Linked DNA regions of Zea mays: region 1 is linked to region 2. Evidence: chromatin contacts called from public Hi-C data. All regions are on one chromosome and are shown on one strand. The core of a region is the stretch at or near the end of the contact, and the rest is flanking DNA. Distances in the headings are between cores, read along the strand shown. Region 1 holds the start of LOC100192027. Region 2 holds the start of LOC100381981 (Calcium-binding protein CML42).

Region 1 (5,757 bases), core at 2,821-5,320, 140 kb after region 2:
ACTTTTCTCTTTCCCGTTTGCGAGGAATCTCCACAACTTGGAGTCTCTCGCCCTTACAATAAGAATCACAATAAAGCACTAGAGTAAGGAAGGGAAGCAACACACTCAAATCCACAGCAAATACGCACACACAAGACCAAGACTTGAGCTCAAAAGAGTATCACAAGGTTCTCACTAGAACGGAGCTCAAATCACTAAGAATGTCGAACAAGTGTGCGAGAATGAAGTGTGAATGATCAACAATGCTCAAGGGTTGCTTGGTGTACTCCTCCATGCACCTAGGGGTAGCCCCAAGGCAGCTAGGAGCCGTTGAGAGCATTCCAGGAAGGCAATTCTTGTCTTCTGTCGCCTGGCGCACCGGACAGTCCGGTGCACCACCGGACACTGTCCGGTGCGGATTTCTTTCCTTCTTTGGCGAACCCGACCGTTGGCGGTTCAGAGTCATTGGCGCACCGGACACTGTCCGGTGCACACCGGACAGTCCGGTGCCCCTTCTGACCGTTAGCTCTGCCACGCGTCGCGCGCGTATTATGCGGCCGACCGTTGGCCCGGCCAACAGTTGGCTCACCGGATAGTCTGGTGCACCACCGGACAGGTGATTTATAGCCGTACGCCGTTAATTGCTTCCCGAGAGCAGCCAGTTGACAGACGCCGGCCTGGCGCACCGGACAGTCCGGTGCACCCAGACCGAGTTGTCTTTGGCTGAACAACGCCATCTCTTTTCCAACTTGATTTCTCCTGTTTCCAGCACTTAGACACAATACATTAGTCTCCAAAACAATGTACTAAGTCTTAGAAACATACCTTTTTACTTGATTTGCACTTTATCCATCACTTTGCATAGATTAACATAAGTCCACTTGTGTTGGCACTCAATCACCAAAATACTTAGAAATGGCCCAAGGGCACATTTCCCTTTCACTAGGATATCACAATAATTGGATAGTGATATCGTAGCTCAAGGTGTAATAGGATTAATAGAATACTTATACCAATAAGGCGCATCTTCTTTTCGGAAAGCCTACCTCAAAAGGACCTCTGAGTTAAGTGTGGTTGGCCTGAAAAAATCTTAGGATGGGTGACCGTCCAAGAAGTTTTTTCGGGTGCGCATGAGTGAGGATAAAGTGCGCATAGAAGACTCGTGTTGTTATGTGGAGATGGTCTATGAACTTAGAGAGACGACAGGAGTAAGTATCGCCGGTTCAGGAGTGGGCGGGGTGTTACAAATGGTATTAGAGTCGATCTCGTCATTTTCACGGGCGTGTGTGGGCCAGAATGGTCACATGGCATAACATATGACGATATTAGACACACAAACATGGTCAAGAGGGGATGTTCCTGGCTTGTGATTTTGACCGACGAGGGCATCAATCTTCTAAGGGAGATGGATTGTGATATCCTTGCTCGGTTGGATTGTGATATCCTGGTTCAAGGCTTAATAAGATTAATATAATATTTATACCAATAAGGTGAATCTTATTTTTTGGAAGTATGTCTCGAAAGAACCTCCAAGGTAAGCGTGGTTGGCCTAGAGAAATCTTGATATGGGTGATGGACCTCCATCGCTAATAGGTTAAGCCCACTACAAGGTACCAACCGCTTGTCGTTAAGCCACTAGTGCCACAATTAGTCGACTTAGTAGCCCCCTTTGATTCATTCCTGATCCACCACTAGCGATGGAAGTTCACAACATTAGGAATATGTGGCCACGAGGTTATTTTCTCAGACACATGGGTGACGACGGTCATTGGATTGAGAGCCATTAGACATGTGATTGTCATTTTTTCTAAACTGTGTGCATATTGTTATTGCAGAGGTGAGGAGATAATTTGTATCAAACCTTTGTATGCAATGAAATTTTCCTTGCTGAAAAAGGAAAAACATGATCACAAACTGAGGGATTGCTGCATCCTATTTCTAGGAGCTTGTAGGCCTCTAGTTTGGGAAGGGCATATGCCAACCTGTACTGTGATGCCTTTAGACTACGGAAATAAAGTTGGTTGGTTTTAGAGGTGTCCCAACCCATGACTCTACTTATAGTTTTTATAGGCTGCACGTCATCTAGAAACTACTACTAGACACTACCTCTCCAATGTAAACATCAATATTATTTAATTGAATTTTATATTCCTCTTCTCTTATTTTGTCTTGGATATCGTGTTGAAACTAAGTCTTATGCAAGACCCAGTTTGTTATTCTTTCTTCATTTAATTATTTGCCATATTATCTTTTGGCCTATGTGGCAGCTGGATTAATGCTATAGAAACTAGATGACATGGAGGGTTGAGACTGCTAACATCCGTCACTATATTTCCTATATTTTACTGTGTAATTAAATGATTTATGATTACCATAAGAAATCTTTTAAGACCATTCTAATGAATAGTTTTATCGCACAATTTCCAATAGTGTCGTGTTAACATCTATTATTTAGTCTGATTTCACTCAAAGTTTACCTATACTAGTCGGTTGCCCGTGCGTTGCGACGACTTACAACAATACCCATGTAAATTATCCATCAAAAAAATTCAAGATTTTTTATTGATTGTCTCCGCTCTCTGTATAATATATTTTTGATTTGGCTAACTGATGTTATTGTTTACTCCATGCAAATATGTCTTGGCACAACACGACCAATGAAGTGAGCGATTAGAAGAGAGTTCACAACGATTGACTGAATGAATAGAGATTATAAAATGATATAATTCCATCATACAGAGACCAAATAAGAGAAAGTTTGTGAGATCAAGTTTCTAAAATAAGTCTCATGAAGTCAAACTTATAAAAAAGATAGATCAAAATATGAAGTGATTGCTAAAGTCAGGCATCAATAAAAACTGGATGTATTCCATATAAATTATGCTACTTCGTAGCAATTACTAATGTTTAAAACCAACAAATAACCTTTCATTTTGCTGTTAGTGTGACAAAACATTGCTGCTCCAACCAATTCAGCAACCTCAAACACCATGTAATACATCACACCAATGTGGTCCCAGAAACAACCTAATATTTGCAAGAGCCAAGAACGTCGTGTCGTGCTTGGGCTATAGCCTCGGGCCGTAGTGCTGGTCCGGCCCGACACGATTATTTTTTTATTTTACAAAAAAATGTATATACCTATATACAATTTATATTCAATATTAAAAACATCTTAGTGTGATGTTCTACTGGTTAGACAGTTTCATCCAGTGTCTCCCGCCCTTCTTCCATCAGGGCATGGGTTCGAAACCCACCTCCTGCCTCGTTTTTTAACATTTTACGCTGATTTAATTAAATGGATCGACGGGCTAACGAGCTGGCCCGACACACTTAGCAGGCCGGCTCGTGTCGGGCGTCGCTACGCTGATTTAATTAAATGGATCGACGGGCTAACGGGCTGGCCCGACACAGTTAGCAGGCCGGCATGACGTGCCTGTGCCATAGTTGCGGCCCGCGTGCATCTAGCCCGTGTCGAGCGTCGTTACGCTGATTTAATTAAATGGATCGACGGGCTAACGGGCTGGCCCGACAGAGTTAGCAGGCCGACATGACGTGCCTGTGCCATAGTTGTGGCCCGCGTGTATCTAGCCCGTGTCGGGCGTTGGCATATATAGACGTGCAGCAGATTAATTTGAAATAGCTGTGAGAGGTTATTTGTAAAAAAAATGACGCATGACGACCGTTAAAACTGATGCTTTAAATATAGTATAGAAATACTGTTTTGCTCTGCATTTTTCGCGGAGTGGAGTTCGAATACGGATATGGATATAACCAAGTTGATGGAGATAGTATTAGAATACAATGTACTGTACATTTGTCATCATAAAAAACAATTCGTGCCCGATGGGTAGTTGGGTACACACAGACAGACACGGTGGTTTTTTTGGCACGAGGTTGAGCCCACCCACCTAGGCTCCAATCAGCACCCTCCCTGTCGCCAGACGGCCCACTGGCTGTGGCTGGCTCACTTCACTCGGCGCTCGGCGGCCGCACCCAAGTCCCAACCGCACTGCGCCGCCTCGATCAAAGCAAACCCCCAGGCCCCCAACCCGCCCAGCGCCCTGCCCCCCCGCCGCAGTGAGTGAGATGATCATCGGAGGGGCAGCGGGCGCCGGGAACCCGAGGAGGAGGAGGACGCAATGAAGGCGCAGCCGCTGCTACCGGCGGCGCTCAAGAGGCGGAGGGGCCCGCGCGTGGCGGTGCTTGCGCTCGTCCTCTGCTCCCTGCTCGTGCCCTTGGCCTTCCTCTTCGACCGCGCCCCCTCCGGTACGTACCGTACCCTCCCTCGCTCGCTTCCTCCCAATGCGCGTGCTCGGATCACCGCGCGCGTCCCCGCCGGTAGATCTGGGGCTCCAGCCTCCAGCTCCCTGCAGCGGTTGCTCGTCCGTCCGGCTACTGCGCGGCCGTGTTGGTTACTTTCGGGATTGGCTTCGGTTGGCTTACTTCCCGATTGGTGCTTGTGCTTGTGCTTGTGCGCGCGATGCAGGGTACGTGACGACGGAGGAGCGGCACCGACAGGTACCCCGCTGTTTCCAACCCTCTCTCCTGCCCGCAGCAGTCCTTGATGGTGATTGATTTGGACGTCACCATGTGCGAGCGGGGACGGCTCGCTGATTTCCGCTATTTTTATTTCTCACCCATGTTTTCCTTCTCCGCGCTGGATTCAGGAGGTCGTTCTGCCTTCGTTGGATCACGTGGAGAAGAGGCGTCGCAGTGGCGCTGACAGTGGAGAGCGACAGGTCTGTTGGCTGTTACTTTTATTGAAAGCGATTGTTTTCTTTGTGATTTTGTTTTGTTTGGAATGGATAGACGTTATTGCGGGGGGCACCGAAATGATGTCTATTAGTTATGTCCTGTTTAAGACCGATCGCGAAGTTTGAAGCGCTTCGAAAGCCTACGTGTTCTGCAATCAGAGGCAATGCTTTGTGGGTTGCTTCCTCACCTGTTAGTGCTGTAGGAACAATTATTTTAACTATTTTTCTCTCCATTTTGCGCGCATGAAGTACAAGTGAATCTATCGCTGAAAATTGCTTAAGCATTTTGAATTGAAGGTTGCTTCTGCAGTTCGTGACAGTTGCATTTCTCTCAGGATGCGCCGGAGAAGATCCCCAGAAGTAGTGCAGGAACGATTCATCAACGAACACCAGAGAAGAACATCTCCAAAGGCAGTGCTGCAGTCATTCATCAACAAACACCGGAGAAGAACATCTCCAAAGGCAGTGCTGGAGTCATTCATCAACAAACACCAGAGAAGAACATCTCCAAAGGCAGTGCAGGAGTCGTTCGTCAGCATAAGCAAATTGGTAGCAACACGACAAGGGATGATGCTAAACCAAAAGGTATGTCATAGCAGTACAAGGCCAAAAGTTCAAATGCCATTGCTGATAATGCTAGAACATTGTTCAAGGTGTGTAAATTTTAAGCTATGCCAGGGTCATTGGGGTTGTACGAGCCCTCAATTGTACCACAGTGAAAATTATATGTGGACATCATAGGGATGAAGATGACCGGAAAGATCAGTAACAGTGTTTTCTAAACGAAAATGATTTCCGGTCAGTCAGGAACTCACCATATTTTCAACTTAACTCTTTGGTGGTGACATCAATACAGTGCTGATTGCTAAAAGAAATTAGAAATCAAAACTTTATTGAGACTAGAAATTAAAAAAAAACAAGTGTAGCAATGGCCAATGGGCCAACGGTCATAAATGATATCACTTTTACAACAAACGATTCCTGGTTTATGGAATATTTCATTTCCCCTTTTACCCCTAGT
Region 2 (6,223 bases), core at 2,299-4,798:
CGATCGATCGCAGGCGTGCGTGCGTGTTGCTTGTTTTTTTACTTATCATCATCATCCCTAGGTCTAGCACCATGACTGTCTTTGATTTGTTCGTCTCTTCTGAATGCGCGCGATCAATCGGGATCGGTCGGTTACTACGTTTTTTTTCTTTTTTGGAAAACAAATATATATATTGGACGCACTGCCATAGCTAGCTAGCATATTAATTCGAAAACTTAACACAGTAAATACGTTATTATTCTACCATTTTTGTCGTGTGATAAGTATCATTATTGCATCATAATGGTAAACTTATTACGAGATACAAATGGTGATTTGGTGATGGTATTTTGTTTACACATATAGTTAAAACAGTAGGATAAAGGACTTTGATTGAACAGTGCGTGGTGGGAAATATTCTGGCTACACCATCTACTAGCGAGGATAGATGGGTATATGCTTCACGCGAAATGACAATCTCGTCCCCGGCCAAAACAAACAAGTGAAAAAACAATGATTGAACTGCTAGCACGCGATTTCTTTTCCTCCTAAATAAATCAGATGAATGGTAGCCAGCCAGCGCTTGGCTCTCTTTCCGATCAGAATCCCATCCCTTTGTCCTTATTTCTTTTGACCCGTGTTTTTTTTACCAAAACTAGCTGGCGCGAATCAATTCCATTGCAATGATTATTAGACCATGTTTATTTACCCTGTAAATTATATAATCCAGCTAAAAAAGTTAAACAGATTATTTAAAAAAGTTAAACAGATTATTACGTAAATTATATAATCTAGATATTTAGATTATAATAATCCGTAAGCAGAAGATTCTATAAGATGAATTATATAATTTTAGAAGCAGATACTATCGTGATTGAGCATTGCCGGCGGTGGATCGTCACCGTCCTCCTATAGCCTAGGTGCTGTTTGGTTCACGAAATGTAACGTAAAGGGTAATGATAATGGTTTACACTTGATTACGGGCGGTAACAAGTTTGAATAGTCCGGTATCAAATTTTAGTACGGTATCTGATTACGATTGGACTAAAAAAACATGATTTAACGTAATCACTTACCCATTACGTTACAAATATTTGAACCAAACAATACCTAGCTGCCTATGGTGATGGCGGCGGGGCTTGCCTGCCTGTGCGTGAACCTGGAGCAGTTCACCCGACATGGTACGCAGATTTGATCTGATCCATCCGGAGATCCGGTCCGCCCACGGCCCCACCCACAAACGACAAAGGGCGCTGCCTGTCCTCTCCTCGGCGCCTCTGGATGGTCCTCCTCTCCGTCGACGGACTGCGCCGGCCCCAGCCGCGCAAAGTCCTCTCCTCTCCTTTGTCGCATTGCCAAAAAGGTCTGCCGATTCATCACGCGTCCATGACTTGAGTGGGAGTGCTGTGGATGAGAGGCCGGTTCAGCTGTCAGCTCAGTTCTGTTCTGCTGCTTTTCTTTTCTTTTTTCACTTTTCACACACAGTCTGTTGTCTGCCACACAATCAAACTGTCTGCTGCCACATGAATGCAGGTTCCATCGTCTTGTGTTTCCAAGCATGCATATGCATGGTTAAGCAACCAGTATAATCTGCGCGTGCAGGCCCCATCTTCACCTACTCCATCGGAAGCATGGTGTTCCTGCACGCCAGCCGGTCCGACGTGGTCCGGGACCTCTGCCTCAGCGTGTCGTCGCTGGACCTCGGCAAGAGCTCCTACATGAAGGTCACGCACCGGCCGCTCTTCGGCGACGGCATCCTCAAGTCCAGCGGCGAGGCCTGGGCGCACCAGCGGAGGCTCATCGCGCCCGAGTTCTTCCCGGACAAGGTGAAGGGCATGGTGGACCTCATGGTCGGCTCGGCCACGGCGCTGGTGGCGTCGTGGGGGGACAGGACGGGCGGCGGAGGCGTGGAGCTCAAGATCGACGACGACATCAGGGCCTACTCCGCCGACGTCATCTCCAGGACGTGCTTCGGCAGCAGCTACGTCAAGGGCAAGAGGATCTTCGCGGCGATCAGGGAGCTGCAGAAGGCGGTGTCCAAGCCCAACCTGCTGGCGGAGATGACCGGCCTCAGCTTCCTCCCGACGAGGACTAACAGGGAGGCGTGGAGGCTCAACAGGGTCGTGAGGGACCTGGTGCTGGACGTCGTCAGGGAGGGCGGGGACGACGACAGGAACCTACTGAACGCGATGCTCCGCAGCGCTTCTTCCTCCGGTGGCTGCAGCGGCGACCGCGTGGCGGTGGAGGAGTTCGTCGTGGACAACTGCAAGAACATCTACTTCGCCGGCTACGAGACCACGGCGGTGACCGCCGCCTGGTGCATGATGCTCCTGGCGCTGCACCCGGAGTGGCAGGACCTGGTGCGCGACGAGGTGCGCCAGGCATGCGGCGGCGGCGACTTCGCGTCCCTGCACAAGATGAAGAAGGTCGTACGTACGTACGTAATAACACACGCCAGCAGCACGAACGCACACACACATACAATACCCCCCCTATCAGTATACTGACCATGTGTAGTGTTGCACTCTTGCAGCTGACGATGGTGATCCAGGAGACGCTGCGGCTGTACCCGGCAGGCGCGGTGGTGTCGAGGCAGGCGCTCCGCGACGTGACCCTCGGCGGCGTGCGCGTGCCGGCGGGCGTCAACATCTACGTGCCCGTCTCGACTATGCACCTGGACCCGGAGCTGTGGGGCGCCGACGCGCGGGAGTTCGACCCGGGGCGGTTCGCGGACGACCACCAGCGGCAGCGGCAGCCGCACGCGTACCTCCCCTTCGGCGCCGGCGCGCGCACCTGCCTCGGCCAGGCCTTCGCCATGGCCGAGCTCAAGGTCCTGCTGGCGCTCGTGCTGTCCAGGTTCCGGCTCGCGCTGTCGCCGGCCTACGTGCACTCGCCGGCGCTCAGGCTCATCGTGGAGCCCGAGCACGGGGTGCGGCTGCTGCTCACCAACGTGGAGCCCAGGGGTGCTAGCTAGATGGGCCTCACTGGACCGGGTATTTAATTCGGCCCAGTAGTCAAATAATCTGCCATAGTATAAACTTCGTGAAGCCTGAGTTCGGCAGAGATTCCGTGAATAAAAACGATTACAAAATCGATCAGGTTTCCTGGCGTTCGGCAGAGATTCGTCAAGAAAAACGACGACACCTTTTGCGTGGACAGAAGTCAGGGTTAGGAAGGAACTCATCATAATTGAGAGATATCGATCTCAGCGCGTAGCTAGCGTAGTTGTCGTGGTCGTTGATCGCTAGTCAGAGACGAGACGATCAGCTGGATAGCGACCGGTTTCCAGCGTCCTCGCATGCGGTAGGAGTATCGGGTAATATGTCCCATCTACGTGCATGGTGCATCTATATATATCCGGTAATAATCCATGCATGGAAGTTTTAACGATATGTTTATTTCGGTAGCTGATCAATTTCTCGATCGGCAGATACGGACGGACACGGGCAGCAATTCGGTCCCGCGTCCCCCGGACGCGCTCTTCCCATCGCTGAAGGCCAGAGAGAAGGGTGGCATGGCTATAAACAGGCAGCGCTGTCCTCGCGCCTCTCCCTGCCCGGCCCGCGTCGTCGTCGTCCCTCCCGAAACAAAAGAAGCTATTTTGACACCACACACACACACAGAGGAGAGAAGATAAGAGAACGAGGGGCAGGGCAGCCAGCGCCGCTAGCTGAAGCAGGGCAGGGCAAGAGAATCCGTACGTCGAGGTGCAGGTCGTAGGTAGGATGGACGCGGACCAGCAGGGCGTGGTTGCGGCGGCGGTGAAGCCGGCGCTGGCCAAGGGGACGCCGTCGGCGTCGTTCCGGCTCCGCAACGGGAGCCTGAACGCGGTGCGCCTCCGCCGCGTGTTCGACCTGTTCGACCGCAACGGGGACGGCGAGATCACCGTGGACGAGCTGGCGCAGGCGCTGGATGCGCTGGGCCTGGACGCCGACCGCGCCGGGCTGTCCGCCACCGTCGGCGCCTACGTGCCCGACGGCGCCGCGGGCCTCCGCTTCGAGGACTTCGACAAGCTCCACCGCGCGCTCGGGGACGCCTTCTTCGGCGCACTGGGAGGCCAGGACGACGCCACCGCCGCGGCGGACGGCGCCGGCGCCGGCGCCGAGGAGGACGAGCAGGAGATGCGGGAGGCGTTCAAGGTCTTCGACGTCGATGGCGACGGCTTCATCTCCGCCGCTGAGCTGCAGGAGGTGCTCAAGAAGCTCGGCCTCCCCGAGGCCAGCAGCATGGCCAACGTCCGGGAGATGATCTGCAACGTCGACCGCGACAGCGACGGCCGCGTCGACTTCAACGAGTTCAAGTGCATGATGCAGGGGATCACCGTCTGGGGCGCCTGACTGACCTCATCGTCGTACTGTGTGGCAACTGGCATGGTGGTCCCGCATTTCGTCGAGACAGTCCTGCGTCTGCGTCTCTAATTGAAGAATTCTTTAGTATCGTCCTTCACATCACTGGTCTAGTGGTGATGAGAATGCCCTGTCCTGTGTGTGTGTCACATAACCATGGTATGTAATGTCATACTGTAAATTAGGTATATGATGATGATGACAGCTGATAAGAAAATGTATCAAACTGGGCTATTCTAATCATTGTCAATCAATGTCTTGGGTCGGCTTAGTTATCCACGATGTGATTGAACTAACATTATGTTTGACAAAGCTGTTTTAGCGATTATCTAGTAAAAGTCAATTTACTTGACAAACAAGTTCTCTCCCTATGCAGGACATCTCCATTTACATAGATTCTCGATTTACTTAGTGTCACATAATCTATGCATGGTAGCCCAAGAGATGGTTGTCATCAATCATCATTGCATAGATTCTCGATGTTGTTCCGCTGCACATCATGCTGTCTCCAACCATTTAAAAAGTTCTCTCCCCATATGCAGGACATCTCTCCATTTACATCTCCTCCTATTTATACTTTCTAATATAATTTACTGTCTCTATTTAAAAAGTTCTCTCCCTACACGGAGGACGTCTCCATCCATTTCTTCTATATAGCCCCATATATTATAATTCGGCTATTTAATATTTATTTAGCACTTTTTAAAAATTTTTAAAAACCACGTAATATTTATACTAACATAATACATATGGTTGTCATGTTATGAGATTTAATTGAGATTAATATCATAAAAAATAATGTAACTAAAGTATATGAGAACATAATTCTCCTTAATATACATCAAGAGATCATTTCTTTTTGTATATATACAAAGTATATAGTGGGGGATATTAGAGAATTATGCTTTCTACTAGGTGAATATCTATACGTTGCAATGGTAACATATAAATACCATGATAACTTATATACAAATAGATGATATAATCCCCAAAAAGATATATCAACCTAGACAATATCGCAAAATAGATTATGTCAATGTTTAAACAAAACAAAAATGGTACAGATCACGCATTCGACGCAGGCTACCTTATATATTCCATATCATTCATGATAAAATATCTAGAGCACACTCATGCTTGATAAAGTTTGAAATGTATTCACTGGAACATGTTAGTAATTATGTATTTGTCAACACTCAATCGAATTGCTGATCCAACTCAGAACCAAAAACTCTAACATGACATCCACCAAAAGATACCCATTAAGCCATGGATGCCTTCTTCAACTTGGCGAGCTCTTGCCTGATAGCGCCACCCCTCTGTTTACGTAAAGAAAAAAGTGTGACCGAGCAATATAGACAGTGCCATCATGAACTAAACAGTTGATAGGGAGGTTCCCGACCTTGATCTTTGCCATCATGACTTTGAACCTATCAAAGTCATCAAGCGCTGCTCTCCTCTTCTAGAAAATCCGCTTGTGCCCCATGAGCTGTTCTCCCACTTGGTCTTCATTTCTGAAATAGAATAACAAAATACCAACTAAGTGTCACTATTCTCTTATGGGCGCGAGACCACGCTACCTGGCCAATTCAAAAAAAATGCATCCTGTGCTACCGATTATAGCCTTGTAACATTGTCATATTTCTCGTGAAGATCAGCAGATACAAAACCAATTATTACCATTGGTACAAAAGCACTCCCCTAAAGCTCAGTCCTATTATGCAACACATTCTAAGTAAAATCTACTTGTACACTCAATTCTGAAATAGACTACATCTAACTGCAACATGCTCCATTTAATTTATAAATTGGCATGTCTGTAAAGCTCTGTCAACTGAATTGGCATATCAAGAAAGCTATGAGATTATGCAACATACTCCAACTGAACACCAACTTAC

What was found. Hi-C and Micro-C count contacts between places; a contact is called where the count stands out from the background.
Region 1: a Hi-C map of leaf shows a contact between it and region 2, with 5 times the contacts expected there. The contact joins the promoter of LOC100192027 here to the promoter of LOC100381981 in region 2. A contact is called at or near these places in 4 of 25 Hi-C or Micro-C datasets (bundle sheath, ear and leaf).

Annotation. Positions count from the first base shown.
Region 1 is chr2:224,031,788-224,037,544 of Zm-B73-REFERENCE-NAM-5.0, forward strand. It overlaps LOC100192027, which reads left to right and starts at 4,071. Exons shown (of 9, transcript NM_001365508.1): 1 at 4,071-4,248; 2 at 4,469-4,500; 3 at 4,650-4,721; 4 at 5,072-5,321. The coding sequence starts at 4,122.
Region 2 is chr2:223,896,046-223,902,268 of Zm-B73-REFERENCE-NAM-5.0, forward strand. LOC100381981 (Calcium-binding protein CML42) reads left to right here and starts at 3,549. Exons shown (of 1, transcript NM_001174751.1): 1 at 3,549-4,573. The coding sequence starts at 3,705. The coding sequence ends at 4,316. It overlaps LOC100274525, which reads left to right. Exons shown (of 3, transcript NM_001356981.1): 2 at 1,582-2,405; 3 at 2,513-3,072. The coding sequence ends at 2,953.